Regions from separate parts of the Hordeum vulgare genome. Here region 2 is linked to region 1. The links are chromatin contacts, called in public Hi-C maps. All regions are on one chromosome and are shown on one strand. Each heading gives the region's core, a stretch centred on a gene start, on an enhancer-like site or on the middle of the called end of the contact. The rest is flanking DNA. Distances are from core to core; before and after follow the strand shown.

What was found. Hi-C and Micro-C count contacts between places; a contact is called where the count stands out from the background.
Region 2: a Hi-C map of leaf shows a contact between it and region 1, with 5 times the contacts expected there. The contact joins the promoter of LOC123397218 here to the promoter of LOC123452648 in region 1. A contact is called at or near these places in 3 of 6 Hi-C or Micro-C datasets (leaf and seedling).

Annotation. Positions count from the first base shown.
Region 1 is chr5H:545,065,505-545,072,141 of MorexV3_pseudomolecules_assembly, forward strand. LOC123452648 (type I inositol polyphosphate 5-phosphatase 4-like) reads left to right here and starts at 2,521. Exons shown (of 13, transcript XM_045129347.1): 1 at 2,521-3,226; 2 at 3,333-3,426; 3 at 4,107-4,181; 4 at 4,437-4,524; 5 at 4,687-4,791; 6 at 4,897-5,397; 7 at 5,579-5,714; 8 at 5,841-6,034; 9 at 6,113-6,221; 10 at 6,321-6,469; 11 at 6,564-6,637. The coding sequence starts at 3,197.
Region 2 is chr5H:545,340,259-545,346,895 of MorexV3_pseudomolecules_assembly, forward strand. It overlaps LOC123397218 (non-specific lipid transfer protein GPI-anchored 2-like), which reads left to right and starts at 3,915. Exons shown (of 3, transcript XM_045091853.1): 1 at 3,915-4,419; 2 at 4,487-4,546; 3 at 4,662-4,886. The coding sequence starts at 3,915. The coding sequence ends at 4,789. It overlaps LOC123398799 (non-specific lipid transfer protein GPI-anchored 16-like), which reads right to left and starts at 3,563. Exons shown (of 4, transcript XM_045093254.1): 1 at 3,145-3,563; 2 at 3,021-3,047; 3 at 2,892-2,927; 4 at 2,533-2,797. The coding sequence starts at 3,499. The coding sequence ends at 2,622.

The DNA.
Region 1 (6,637 bases), core at 1,271-3,770:
TGCTGACCCGCACCCTTTTTTGTGTCTAGCCATGTCGATATCAACCCCAGCGTGACCAGTCCACCAAAGATATTGTTTGGATCGAGTCGTCGATACGATACTATATGTCGATCTCGATCTCACTACCAATATCTAGCTTTTCGTGTGCATGTGTCCGAGAGATTTGATCTGCCTAGTTTGGAAAGGTCACTGTACGTCTCTTGCTACCATATCGTTCACAAATTAAATGAACGGTGGCAGCATGTTCAGTTCAAGTGCACTCTTGGTTGGCCGGATTATTCTCCCGTTACTCGAAGGAATCATGGGGACTTTTCATGTTTCGGGCTGGCAAAGAAATTTCGGAGAAAAAACCTCTCATGAGACTTTATCGATCCAACCCGAACCCGTTCAGACCTGAAACCATCCGTCGTTATGAATTGATAATTTATTTCAGATCTTTTTACTGCGTACTCACTGCATAAAGAAATTTTGTACTACGTATTCCCTTCATCTTCTAGGCACATTTGTATTAAATATAAACATTCTTAATTTTTTTATACCAAGAATTTACACGATAACCCTACAGGCTGCTTTTGGTTCTGGTTGGGTCATTTTTTCTTTCTTTCATCCGGGAGCAGCCAGCCACGTAAATGAGGCAGGATGTCGTTGTCACGAAATCATTTTGGAAAGACAATGCAGCCATGGCATGCAAGCAATGCACACGTACGCACGCGCACGCATGCACCCATTCATCGGTGGTTTGCGTGCGAGGAGCCCCCATCGTCGATCGACCAAAGACCGATACAACCTGAGAATGATAGACGGTCAGGACGGAGAACACGACGCTGCAACATGTATGCACACGGTCGCGCGCCATGCATCCAGGGAAGTGCGTGCCAGAAGAAGAATGGTAGTATGGATAGCAACAGCCTTGTCGGCGTCAGGGTGTGTGACGCACGCGTGTGTGGCCTGTGCGGCTGTGGCACCACCGGCGGAGGCGTCGATCGAGGGAGAAAACCAAACGGAAGCGGCGGGTACACGCACGCACATACCGACGCGACAAGGAAAAACACCACGCTCAGGGCCGGGGCCGCAGGGCAGGAGCCAGCAGAGCCCACGAGCCGGGGTTCCTTTCTCTTCGGCCAGCTTAGCTAGTGTGCGCCACGTAAACCCAACCCCTGAAATCTTTGCATATTTGCGCAGAGGAAACCATACGTGGCTTTCATTTCTGGGTGTGCGTAGACGCATGCATGCACGCACCGGTTTGCAAGTACCTCTGTGAATAGCCCGCAATAATAATAATAATAATAATAAAACCCCTTTGTGAATACAAACGTACGGGCAAATACCAAGCTTTTTGTTCTTGTAGAGAAAAGGTTGATACCATGGGACATGCACGCTATCGAACACGTAGACCCATAAAGCCGGGGTCGCATGCATGCAAAGCAGCTATCCGTCCATATCCATGGACACCATGCCCGACGTCTAATACCAAGCTCGCTCGCCCGCCCGCTTGCTTCAGTAAAAGCAAAGTTCAAACAGCTGCTTCCACGAAGTGTGTGCTGATTCTGTAGTACTTCTAGTACCTTTTATCGTGCGCAAGCGCAACCCTGCCGATCTCATCTCGGCGCCACTGTGCCAGGTCCGACCGAGGCATTGTTCAGGGGTAACCTTTTGTGCGCATGCGTCCAAGGTTTGGTCACAGCCTGCTTTGAAAGCCACCGTACGTCTCTTGCTAATCAACGGTGCAAAATGTTCTCCCGTTACTAGAAGTAAGTAGGAAATCAACGAGACGGTACCTTTCACCTTTGAGGGTCGTGAGGAAAACCCAGAGAAAAACCCGGTCAGTAAAACTTGCCCGTTCAGACCGTGCGTCGATCGTGTTGGGAGGAGGTGATGAAACCTAGCTCTTAACAGCGTTGATCGATGGATGGATGTAATAAACCGAGGAGTTTTTAGTTTTTACACGAGAAGTTGCGCCAAAAAAAAAAATGGAAGCACCGGCACGCGCACGTGCGCGGCGCGTCCACGGCGAGAAAGTGTGCGAGGGAGAAGAACGGTTCCCTCCCTCGGCGCGAGAAGCACGGAGCAGTAAAAACTCTGGTGCCGGGCCCGTGCGCCACGTGGGTCCCGCCCGTCATCGCCAGCGGGAGAGGACACGGCCAGAGAAATGGAAACTGGCACGTGCAGACGCGCACCCGTCCGCCTGCCTCACTGACGGTGGGGTACAGACGCGCTCCCCATCCGGCAATTGTGCATCAAACGAAATCACCGTTTTCGTTTTGGGAAAGACATGACCCGCGGTATATGGCATGTCACCAATGCCCACGCACCCACGGCTAGCCTACGTTGCACCGCCCAGCTGCCATCTCCTTCCCTTCCCCCCCTCCCGTGCTGGCCGTGCATGCCCACCTTTTCCTCCTCCCGAGTCCCGAGCCCGATTGCAGCACAGTAGATTATATAAGCTCGGCATTAGCAGGAGCACTAACGCAGAGCAGAGGGGGAGGAGAGAGGGAGAGGATAAAAGGGAGGGCTCCAGCGAGCGAAAGCAGACGAGGGTGATCAGGAAGCCCGCAGTCTCTGGCCCTCGCCCTCGCCCTCGCCGCAACCGGACACGCCATTTTCTTTCTTTTCCTCGGCTTTTCTGCTGGCTGCTTGTGTGTTGCACACCGACCACTACCAGTACGCCCGCCTCGCCGCATACATACAAGCCTCGCCCTCGCCCTCGCCCGCAGCACCACTCTAGACCCAACTCCCAGCACCACTAGCCTTCACTTCAGTAACGCCCCCGGCCACGAGCCTCCCTCCAGTGTGATTCGGTTCAGGGCATACCCAAACCCAAGCAAGCTCGCCGTCGCCGGTTCAACCGGCATTGCTTCCTCGGTTCCGCTGGGTGGGCGGTTCTTGGCCGTGGTTGAGCAGGATTCGCGCGTCATCCCCGGCAGCGGCAGGCCAGATTGGCGGCGGCGGCGCTCGATTTGGTCCGAGATTTGGGGGGCTTGCCCTGTTCGGGGTCCGGGATTCCGTGGAACCCAGAGGCAAATCGGCCCCTTCCAGATTTGGAGAGCTTTTCTTGCGCGGCCACACCTTCCATAGCAGAGCACAGAGGGGAGAGGAGAGGGGAAGATAGAGTCGGGGGCGGCGTCAGTCCGGCGTGGATAAATTCGGTCCTGCTGCTCCAGGTTCAGCGCCCTCTCCGCCTTGCTATGAGACAGCAATGAGGGAGGAGATCAACAAGAAGAGCAAGGTGCGTGCGTGCCTGCCTGCCCGCTCCAATCTGGGCCCCGAGCTGCGATTCATGTTCTCGCCGCCGTCGGTCGGTTTCGGTGGCTGATTCGTCTCTCAACGCGCAGGTCTCCTGGTCCAAATCCCTCGTCAGGAAGTGGTTCAACATCAAGGGCAAGGCGCAGGACTTCCACGCGGATTACGACGCCGCCACCCAGCAAGGTAAACATCCCCCCTTTCACCCAAGGATTTGGTTCATTTTTCCTATTCAAGGATTTATTGCGATAGCCTTTTGGATTTAAAAGTTCTAGCAGAATTAATCAAGGGTGCAGTACAGGCTAGCTCCAGGCACCTAGGAGTACTATACTTTTCTTGCATTGCGTTGCTTCCGTCGAGCTGGTTGCTCATCCGCTGCCGTGTGGTCTAGGGAGGTTCCCCTTTGTTGAATGCGGTTTCACATTCCCATCATCACCATCATCATCATCTTGCTCGTGCCTGTGATTTCTCACTTCCGTCGGACGTTTCCGGTCCATGTTCCAAGCATTGATTCAGAGACGCATTACCACCAGTCGGGTCCCCATCCAACAGAGTTTAGTTTTCTTCACATAGGACGCGGCCTCCTCCAAGCCTCAGTTCTTCCCTCGTCCGAAATCAATGGTGTCCAAGTACTTAGAACGTCCCAATCAACACGCCTTTTTCCCAAGCGACGCACGCAGCAGATGTTTTCTTTGTCCGGGGCTGCCTGGATTTTTGTTGTATGCCTCTCATGTCATTTCTTTTTACCGCGGTCAGGTTTCTACTTTTGATCCCAGAGATGAAGAACTACTGAAGAATCTTTCATTTTCCTTTGCATTTTTGCTGTCTCTCTTTGGTCTATGGCTAAATTTGTGTTAGTGACGCAGGACGGGATGGTGGTGATGAACCGAGGACCAGCTGCTCGCAGAGGGACGCAGGCGCTGCCAAGAAAAGCAGAACCGGTACAGTTAAAGCGTTTGGACCACGCTTCCCTCTCCCCCTCTCTCTTTCTTCGGACATCAAAATCGCAGCTACCTCTTTTCTTTCCTTGTTGCTGCTTGGTCAGAGCTCTCTTTTTACCTGCTATGCCTCCTTTGCCAAACTGATATAAGTTTAGACAATCAACTCCTCTGATTGTTTTTTTTTTTTTTGGAGCAACCCGACTTATCTGATTGTTCATTACTCTGTTTATGTTGTTCCTTATGGGCCTACTGCAGAACGGTCGCTGAAGCGGAATGTCGATCGCGTACGCAGATCAAGGAATGAGTTCGATGTGTCACGCCTCACAGAAGCTCAAGATTACAGGTACCGCCTGTTCACTGTCTGTATTTCTTTGCTTGTAGTAATAGGGTATTCGATGCAATACTGTTCATATTATTCAGATCATAGTTACCACAGTTAGTTTTCGCAATTTTACTTTGCTGGTGCATTCTGGTTTAACATTATTTTGCTTCCTTATCTGTGCAGAATCTTTGCCTCGACCTGGAATGTTGGTGGTAAATGCCCATCAAGGGGGTTAGATTTAGATGATTGGCTCCATTCTTCACCTCCTGCTGATATCTATGTGCTCGGGTATGGACTGTCAAAACCTCTGAGGCCTTCATATTGTAAATTTTGTACATTAAATATTGTGCTCTTGAGCTATGTCCTCTAACGATACTTTTCAACCTTTTGCAGATTTCAAGAAATTGTTCCTTTGAATGCTGGAAATGTTCTTGGTACCGAAGACAATGTTCCAGCAAAGAAGTGGGTATCGCTTATTAGGAGGACACTGAACAAGAACCCTGGGCCTAGCAGTCATGGTGGCTATCGCACTCCATCCCCTGTCCCTGATCCGGTTGTGGAACTAGATGCTGATTTTGAGGGATCATTGAGAAGACAGGATAGCTCATCATTTTTCCACCGTCGGTCATTCCAGAACCTTAGTCGGAGTTTAAGGGTTTCAGGAAATGATATGTTCTCACAACCAAGATTGGACCGCAGGTTTAGTGTTTGTGACCCAGTTAACATAGGAGGCAGACCAAGTGATTTTGATGGAAATTTCCAGTGTATTGGATCACCAGGCGATGAATATATTGACGAGGATATAAGTAATGGAGCATATTTTTCACCATTCCCATATGGTTATGGTACTTCAGCACCCATGGAAGAAGATGATGAGCAGCCAAATGCTTCTAGGTATTATATTATCTTTTGGCATGTTGCATTAAATTTCACATTTACTTGTTTCTCTAAGTTCCTTTTGTGAACATAATTAAAATGATCTACAAATATTTGTGCTCAGTAGTTGTACTCCTAACTTCATGATGATGTTTTTTATTAAGTTTGTGCAGTAACACAAATATTGTGGTTGTACCAGGTATTGTTTGGTTGCCAGCAAACAGATGGTTGGTATATTTCTCACAGTTTGGGTACGCAGTGAAATAAGAGATGATATTCGAAACCTGAAAGTTTCCTGCGTGGGTAGAGGATTAATGGGTTATCTTGGAAATAAGGTAAAATGATGTACATTGTATAAGTTGCACTTATTTGATTTCAATTCAATAATCTTGTAAGATTCATTGTTATTAGCTTATTATATACTATATATAAATGCTCAAACTCCTTTTCACTTACTGCAGGGTTCTATATCAATAAGCATGTCTTTGCATCATACAACCTTCTGTTTTGTCTGTTGTCATTTGACCTCTGGCGAAAAGGAGGGAGATGAATTGCGCAGAAATTCTGATGTCATGGAGATCTTAAGGAAGACAAGGTTTCCTCGTGTCCGTGGATGTGGCGATGTTAAGTCACCGGAAACAATTCTTGAGCATGAGTATGTTTCCTTATGCAACATAGTAATGTGGAAGCTAGAGAAAAATTATTGCTAACTTATTTTTCATTCTAATTGCAGCCGCATCTTATGGCTTGGTGATTTGAATTACCGGATTTCTCTTCCATACTCGTCAGCAAAAGTTCTGGTTGAAACACATAACTGGAGGCAACTCTTGGAGAGAGATCAGGTAATTTGCACTACCCCGTTACACGGCAATGTTGTTTTCGTGGCCATGCTTGGCAAGGTTAATTTCAGGGCCATGCTTGAATTACTCCTTTTCGAACAGCTTCGTATAGAGCGGAGATGCGGACATGTTTTCCCAGGATGGAAAGAAGGAAGGATTTATTTTCCTCCAACATATAAATACTCTTTCAACTCAGACCGGTATTCTGGTTATGGTGTGCGTCCCAAGGAAAAGAGGCGAACGCCAGCTTGGTAACTTCTTTAGTACTTTAGTCAACCAGAATACCCTTACCTAGTACTAGTCCTGAGGAACTTACTGACGAAGCTTTTCTTTTTCTTACCAAAGGTGTGATCGTATTTTGTGGCATGGTACTGGCCTCATTCAGTTATCATATGTCCGAGGAGAATCTCGATTCTCCG
Region 2 (6,637 bases), core at 2,665-5,164, 280 kb after region 1:
CAGATGGCTCGGCCTACTCACCACTGGTATGATTGGTCTCTAGTCAGGCATCGGACAAACTAACCAGTGGTGGACATGACATGAGGATCGCTACTCTACATCACATACTAGGGACGGTCTATGTATCACGCCCATCACTGAAAATCTTGGCCCAAATTTTGTTCAGCGAGTGGGCAAGCCTTACGAGTGGCGGGCACACTGGGTTGCCTCGTCAAAGGTCACTATTATCCAACGGTTATTTTGACAATTCATTTTACACATATACCAAGGATGATCCTTCTGTTTTTGTGGAGGTTCTGTTCGTTTTGTTTACTTTTCAGTAGTTTATTTTTCATTTTGTGTGTATATTTTTTCATTTTCATTTTTATGTTTTTTTAATATTTTTTTGTCCAATGGTTACTTTGACAATTCATATTAGACAGATACCAATGAGATAGTTAGCAAATGTGAAACCCACGGGTGCTATTGGGCTTGTCATGTAGGATGATCCTTCTGTTTTATGGAGGTTCCGTTTGTTTTGTTTACTTTTCAGTAGTTTTTTTTATTTTGTCTGTATCTTTTTTTATTTTCATTTTTATGTTTTTCTTTATATTTTTTTGTCCAACGGTTATTTTGACAATTCATATTAGACAGATACCAAGGAGATAGTTAGCAAATGTGAAACCCACTGGTGCTATTGGGCCTGTTATGTAGGATGATCCTTCTGATTTTGTGGAGGTTCCGTTTGTTTTGTTTACTTTTCAGCAGTTTTTATTTCATTTATGTTTTTTTATATTTTTGTTTCTATTTTCAAATTTGTGAATATGTTTAATTTACGAATAATTACTTAAATTTAGGATTATAGTTAAAATCATGAAAAAAATCGAATATGTGAATATTTTAAAATTCATGAGCAATTTCTCAGTTCACAAACTTTTCCTAAAACATCAAGCATTTAAAAAAATGACCATTTTTGAAAAATCTAATTGTTTTTGAAACCATGAACACTTTTAAAATCCTTGAACCTTTTTAGCACTTGTGGAAATATATTAATATTTTTGAACACATTTTTTATTTATAACCATTTTTTAAATTCTTGAACCTTTCTTAAAATTTGTGAACATTTTTTCAGACTCATCCTGAATATTTTCAGAGAAATTCTAAATTATTTTAATAGAACGAAAGCCAGTTGAAATAATAAATTGACTGGAAAACTGAATGGAAAAAAAATTCCAACATAATACAGCGTTATATGTGTTGTGCAGACCTGCGCAATTGCTTGAAATTTAAATTTATCTTAAAATTTGTGAATGTATAAAAAGTTGACCAAAATGAAGTAAGAATTGACCGATAGACCGACCAGGAAAAAATGCTAGTATAATATGCACGTGCATAGAAGATGGTCCTGATATTATCATGCAGGGCCCACACACCAACCACACCTTCACAGACAGGATCCATCTTGAATGGAAAAACACTGAAACGATCCTAACCCTTTGTTCATATGGAACTTAGAGTATCTACTGTCCGACCTTTTAAATCCGTCTCAATGTTTGGACAGGCTGTCCGGCCAGTGTTCGGTTGTGAAACACCGATGCAGACAGGATCTTAAACGGCCCTCAAATACTCAACTGATTGACACCCCTCATATACAAACTAAATATAAAGCGAATATGAGGCGCTCGAGCGCCTAGACGCGTCCGCCATGTCGGACCTGACAGCCCGACCCATCGCAAATTGCATCAAATCTATCCCCTCGGCCTACCGGATTCAATTGCTCCCTCCTCTTTTTTTTTCCTCCTCCGCATTGTCTGTCTCGTAGCTCCGCCACCGCACGCGCTCCGCAGCCTTTCGAGCGCCCGTGTCGCCAGCACCGGCACAACACTCACGTCTCTCGTCTTCGTCGCCGTTCCAGACGCCACCACGATACGCTCAGCAACTCCCGAGCTCCCCCTTGCACTCTATGTGTTCGACACATTGTCCAACCTAGATTTTTTTTATCTTTTAAGAGAAACGATGAATTCCGATGCTCATGTGGATCATGTGGACCTACAATGAAAATAAAAGAGTTGGTGATTGAGTTCTGCACTTTAAATAATTTTTATATAGACACTATTTATTTTCGCTACCAAACATTTGTTATTTACATGAGACCTTGACGTGTATAATCGACGTGCATGGAGTTGCTTGAATTTAAGAGTCCAGATTTAAGATATGTAAAGGCAGGCAGGAAGAGGGGCTTTTTGGATGAGTCTGCGGGCGTGTCCGGACACATCCGCGGACGTATAAGGAACGGAGCATGATTATGGAAGAACAATTACTAATGGCATCTCACGCTAGACCCTAACAAAAGACATTTGCTGGTTTAGGAACTAGCGTGATACGTCGTTAGTAATTGGTCTTTCATAATTAATCATATAATTGTTTTTTCATAATCATGTCATTTTGATCCCATCTGCAAAAAATTATTAGCGATGGAGATGTCCTTAGTAATTGTTCTTCCTTAATCATGTCATATTGATCCCGCAAGAAAAAAATTGTTACAAGGTAAGCTGAAAGTCATCAAGACAAACACATGTATTTTTGCGGTGAAAACCAGACATTTCCCAGAGATGGGCATCCTACAGGTCCACGTGTACAACCTACGTAATCAGAACAAAAATGGATGCAGCCACAACCAGAAGAACGGAGGGAGTGCGGGCGCCCTTCCACGCCGAGCTGGGCACCACCACCGGCCTCTGCCCCTGCATGACCGGCGGCGCTTCCACCGCCGGCGAAGTCGCCGTCTCATCCACCGACGACTCCGGCGGCAACGCTGCTGCAGAATTGAAAATCGTATATTCAGACAAACGAATTAGTTTGCAACTTCGATACGCTTACGGTAAGAGCAGAAGGCCGTCGAAGATACTTACGCAGAGGGGGCAGCGCCGGAGCAAATGCAATTGGCCCTGCAAGTTCATGGTTCAGTGTTAATCAGCTTCAGTAATTTTCACTCAGTAGTACAATGGCAATGGCAGCCTAAGCAAGAAGAATTAAGTTACCTGGAGCTGGGATCTGCGTCGCTGTATCTGCAGATCACAAAAAATGGAAAGGTTTAAGAACTTTTTTCGTCAATCAGAGCTCAGTCTGTGCAGTGAACAGAAATTGTTGCAAGTGGAAACGGACCTCTGCAGACGAGCGGGACGGAGATGGATTTGCAGACCCTGGGGAGGGAGATGGCGAGGGTGCGGTTGATGGGGAGGCCGAAGGGCACGTTGCCGGTGAGGATGAGGCAGGCGCAGTCGGCGCCGGTGCGGACCACCCCGGCCACCGCCCTGCAGCACTGCAGCGTCGGCGACCCCCCGCCGTTGGTGCTCCCCGTCACGAAGTTGAGGCACGGCGTGAACGTGCTGATCAGCGACGCCGTGCACGACGTCGCCACCCCCGCCTGCCCCGACACCGCCGCCGGCAGCACGGCCACGGCCACGGCCAGCACCAGCACCATCGCCGCCGCCACGCCCATCGCACCGTCACGTTTCATAGCCTGATCATACAACTGAAATGTACAAAGGTTTTTGAAGGAGCAAATTGGACTGTGCAGGATCCCGCGCGGTTTCGCGCCATTATATATGCATCTGGTTGACGGCGCCTCTCGTGTGTGTGGTTAAGAAATAAGAATGTTCCAGGTGGTAGATGAGCGTTTGGCCATGGTGGTTGCGCGAACCGCTTGTGCTGATGCGTTTAGGTGATCAGGACGTCAGGTAGCTGGGATTGTGACCAGATGAATCCACAAAGTTTGCAGGTGCACTGCTCTCTCTGTCTTGGAGACTCCGACTGACTCGCCATGAAAACGAAGTCCAAAGATTTGGCGAGAAGTTGACCGAACAATGGCGAATACGTATGGAAAGCCTGGGCTTACCGGTGCGGCGCTACCAACCTAACAATGGCGAATACCTATGGAGTATCATGGACCATGGTCTGTCAGTGTCAAGAACGAGACTGGTTCTTGCTACAAAATAAGAGAACTGTCCGTGCCAGTGCACTCACAGTTCGCGCATAGAAGGCGAGCAGGAACCACGCCAAGCCCAATGGGAGCGTGTCAGCACGGCGTCTCGCTGCTCGGCCTTGTCCTGGCAGTGGCAGCCGCGCTGCTGGCGTGTCGGTGCACGGCGCAGGCGCAGGCGCCGGCCCCGGCGCCCTCAGGCGGTGGCGGGGGCTCTGGGTGCATGCCGGAGCTCGTGAGCCTGTCGCCCTGCATGGGCTACATGTCGGGCAACGCGACGGCGCCCGGGGAGCCGTGCTGCGCGGCGGTGTCGGGCGTGCTGCGGTCCAGCCCGCGGTGCCTCTGCGCGGTGCTCGGCGGCACGGCGGCCACGCTCGGCGTCGCCCTGGACGGCGCCCGCGCGCTGCAGATGCCAGCGGCGTGCAGGGTCCAGGCCCCGCCCGCCAGCCAGTGCGACGGTAAGTTCACATTTCGCAAGCACGAACAACACCACGAGCAGAAGATAACGTCGTGCCATTCGTGCAGCCATGGGTGCTCCGATGTCTTCTCCGGCGGCGCCCTACGATCCGGACGTTGCCCCTGCAGGTACGTGCAGAACCTCCTGCAGATATATTTTTTTGGAGTAGGCTCGTGGAGCTGATCGGAGCGCATCATACTGAGCTAATCGAAGCACCATTTTGTGTCTCTGGATCTGACGCAGGGTCGGGATCCAAGGCCGCTCCGACGCCTCAGGGCTCCTACGGGAACGTCAACAGAGCAGGAAGCACAAGTATGGCCGTCGCCGTCGCCGTCGCCGTCGTGGCAATAGCTCTGATTCGTCGACCCTGACAACTGCTGAATTGGCCCCGGGCACTGTAAATGGACGATCGGAAATAGCAGAGGCCGAGACCCCGTTAAACTTGAACGTTTTTTTTGAGGGGGGGGGGGGGGGGGGGGGGCTTTTGAGCAAGGCTTGAATGAATGATGGAGAACAGGAGGTCTCATTGCACCCAGAGGATCCATTAGGACAACTCTAACCGGTCCCTATAAATAAATGAGGATCCGGGGAAGTAAACTCTTAGTGGACTATTTATACTCCATCAAGTTTTGATATGACCTAGCCAATCCCCTAATTATTGACTTTTCTAAACTTATGCAATTCTAGTGTACATTATAACTACGTATCAGCACACATATAGAAACTAAAGGTAAATATAGATGTTCAAGAAAATCATGAACATAGTTTAAAAACCGAATCCAAAGTCTTCTTGGTCTTCTTCCTCTTTGGATGACGACGAGTATTCCAAAACAATCTTCCTCAACCTCTTCATCGGATCTTAAAAAAAACATCTTCACCTATAATTCAAATGTGTAGGTTCAATCCATACGTCTCGGTTTAAAAAGAAACGTGCAAGAAACTCACCTAGTCAATTCATCGAACACTTGCGGCGTGGTGGTGATGCATCGGCAGTTGCCGTCATTTCCGCCAAACCAATAGGTGGTGAAGTGTGGAAATGACATGCAGCGGTGCAAAAGCAAGGTCTGGAGAAGCAGCCGTCAAAGTGGAAGAAAAATGTTGTCAATCTGATGAATCGGTTATGGTGACAATGGCGGCATTTCACCTCGATTCTGGCAACGACGACAGTGGAAGAACCGTCTCGTGTCGGACAGAAGGGTGGCCAGGGCCAAGGGAGGCAACACAGGAGCAACATGGGAGAGGCGACCAAAGGCACGAGAGTTTTGCTCGGAGCGGTAGCGGTGAAGTAAAAAAATAGGATTGGGATAGGCGCGGTCCCTTCGTAACCAGTCATCCATGGTATCAAATAGATCATTTTCTTCTTTAGGAACTCTACCAAAGGCTATAGTCATAGTGATCCTTCTATTCAATTACTTCAACCATTTCCGAGCACCTCATATCGCTTTCCAAGGCGACTAAAGTTATTGTTTTCATTTTTATAGAATTTCAAGATTACAATGGATCTACGAAAAGATCGTGTATTTACAACTACAACGGAATAGTATACAAAGTCAACACCAATGATGGGTCCATAAGCAGTGACAATCGCCCTATTAATACTCGCTTTCGCTACGGCTCCGGTGGGTTCCGTTCCCTTAACCAAGCCACTGCCTATGAGTCGTCGGCTCATTCTTCAACAGGCACGCGGTCAGAGATCACTTTCCCCTCCCACTGCTTGGGAGCTCAGCACGGTTTCACGTTCTATTTCACTCTCCACTGGGGGTTCTTTTCACCTTTCCCTCACGGTACTACTTCGCTATCGGTCACCCAGGAGTATTTAGCCTTGCAAGGTGGTCCTTGCTGATTCAAACGGCTAGTGATGCTTTCGGCTAGTGGACTTTAGCCATCTAGGGTGCGGCAGTCGGGGGGATAATTTATCCTCCGCTAACGGCCATTGGGGATTGGCAAGATGCACATTAGAGGAGAAAAAACAAAATTATGTTGCTCTAACGCCCAATAGGTATCGGTTAGAGTTGCCCTTACTAGAGTAGTCAAATCTAACCCTCCAAACGTTTCAGATGCGTCCATGGACAACGCTGATCCGTCACTCAGCTGTCCTCTTTTGTAACCACAACTTTTGTTTTTGAAATCTTAAATCCATGCCAACACATGCACACTTATCATTTGATGATACAAATATAGGTTATAGTGAATACCTCAGAGCATCTTCAACAGCCGCG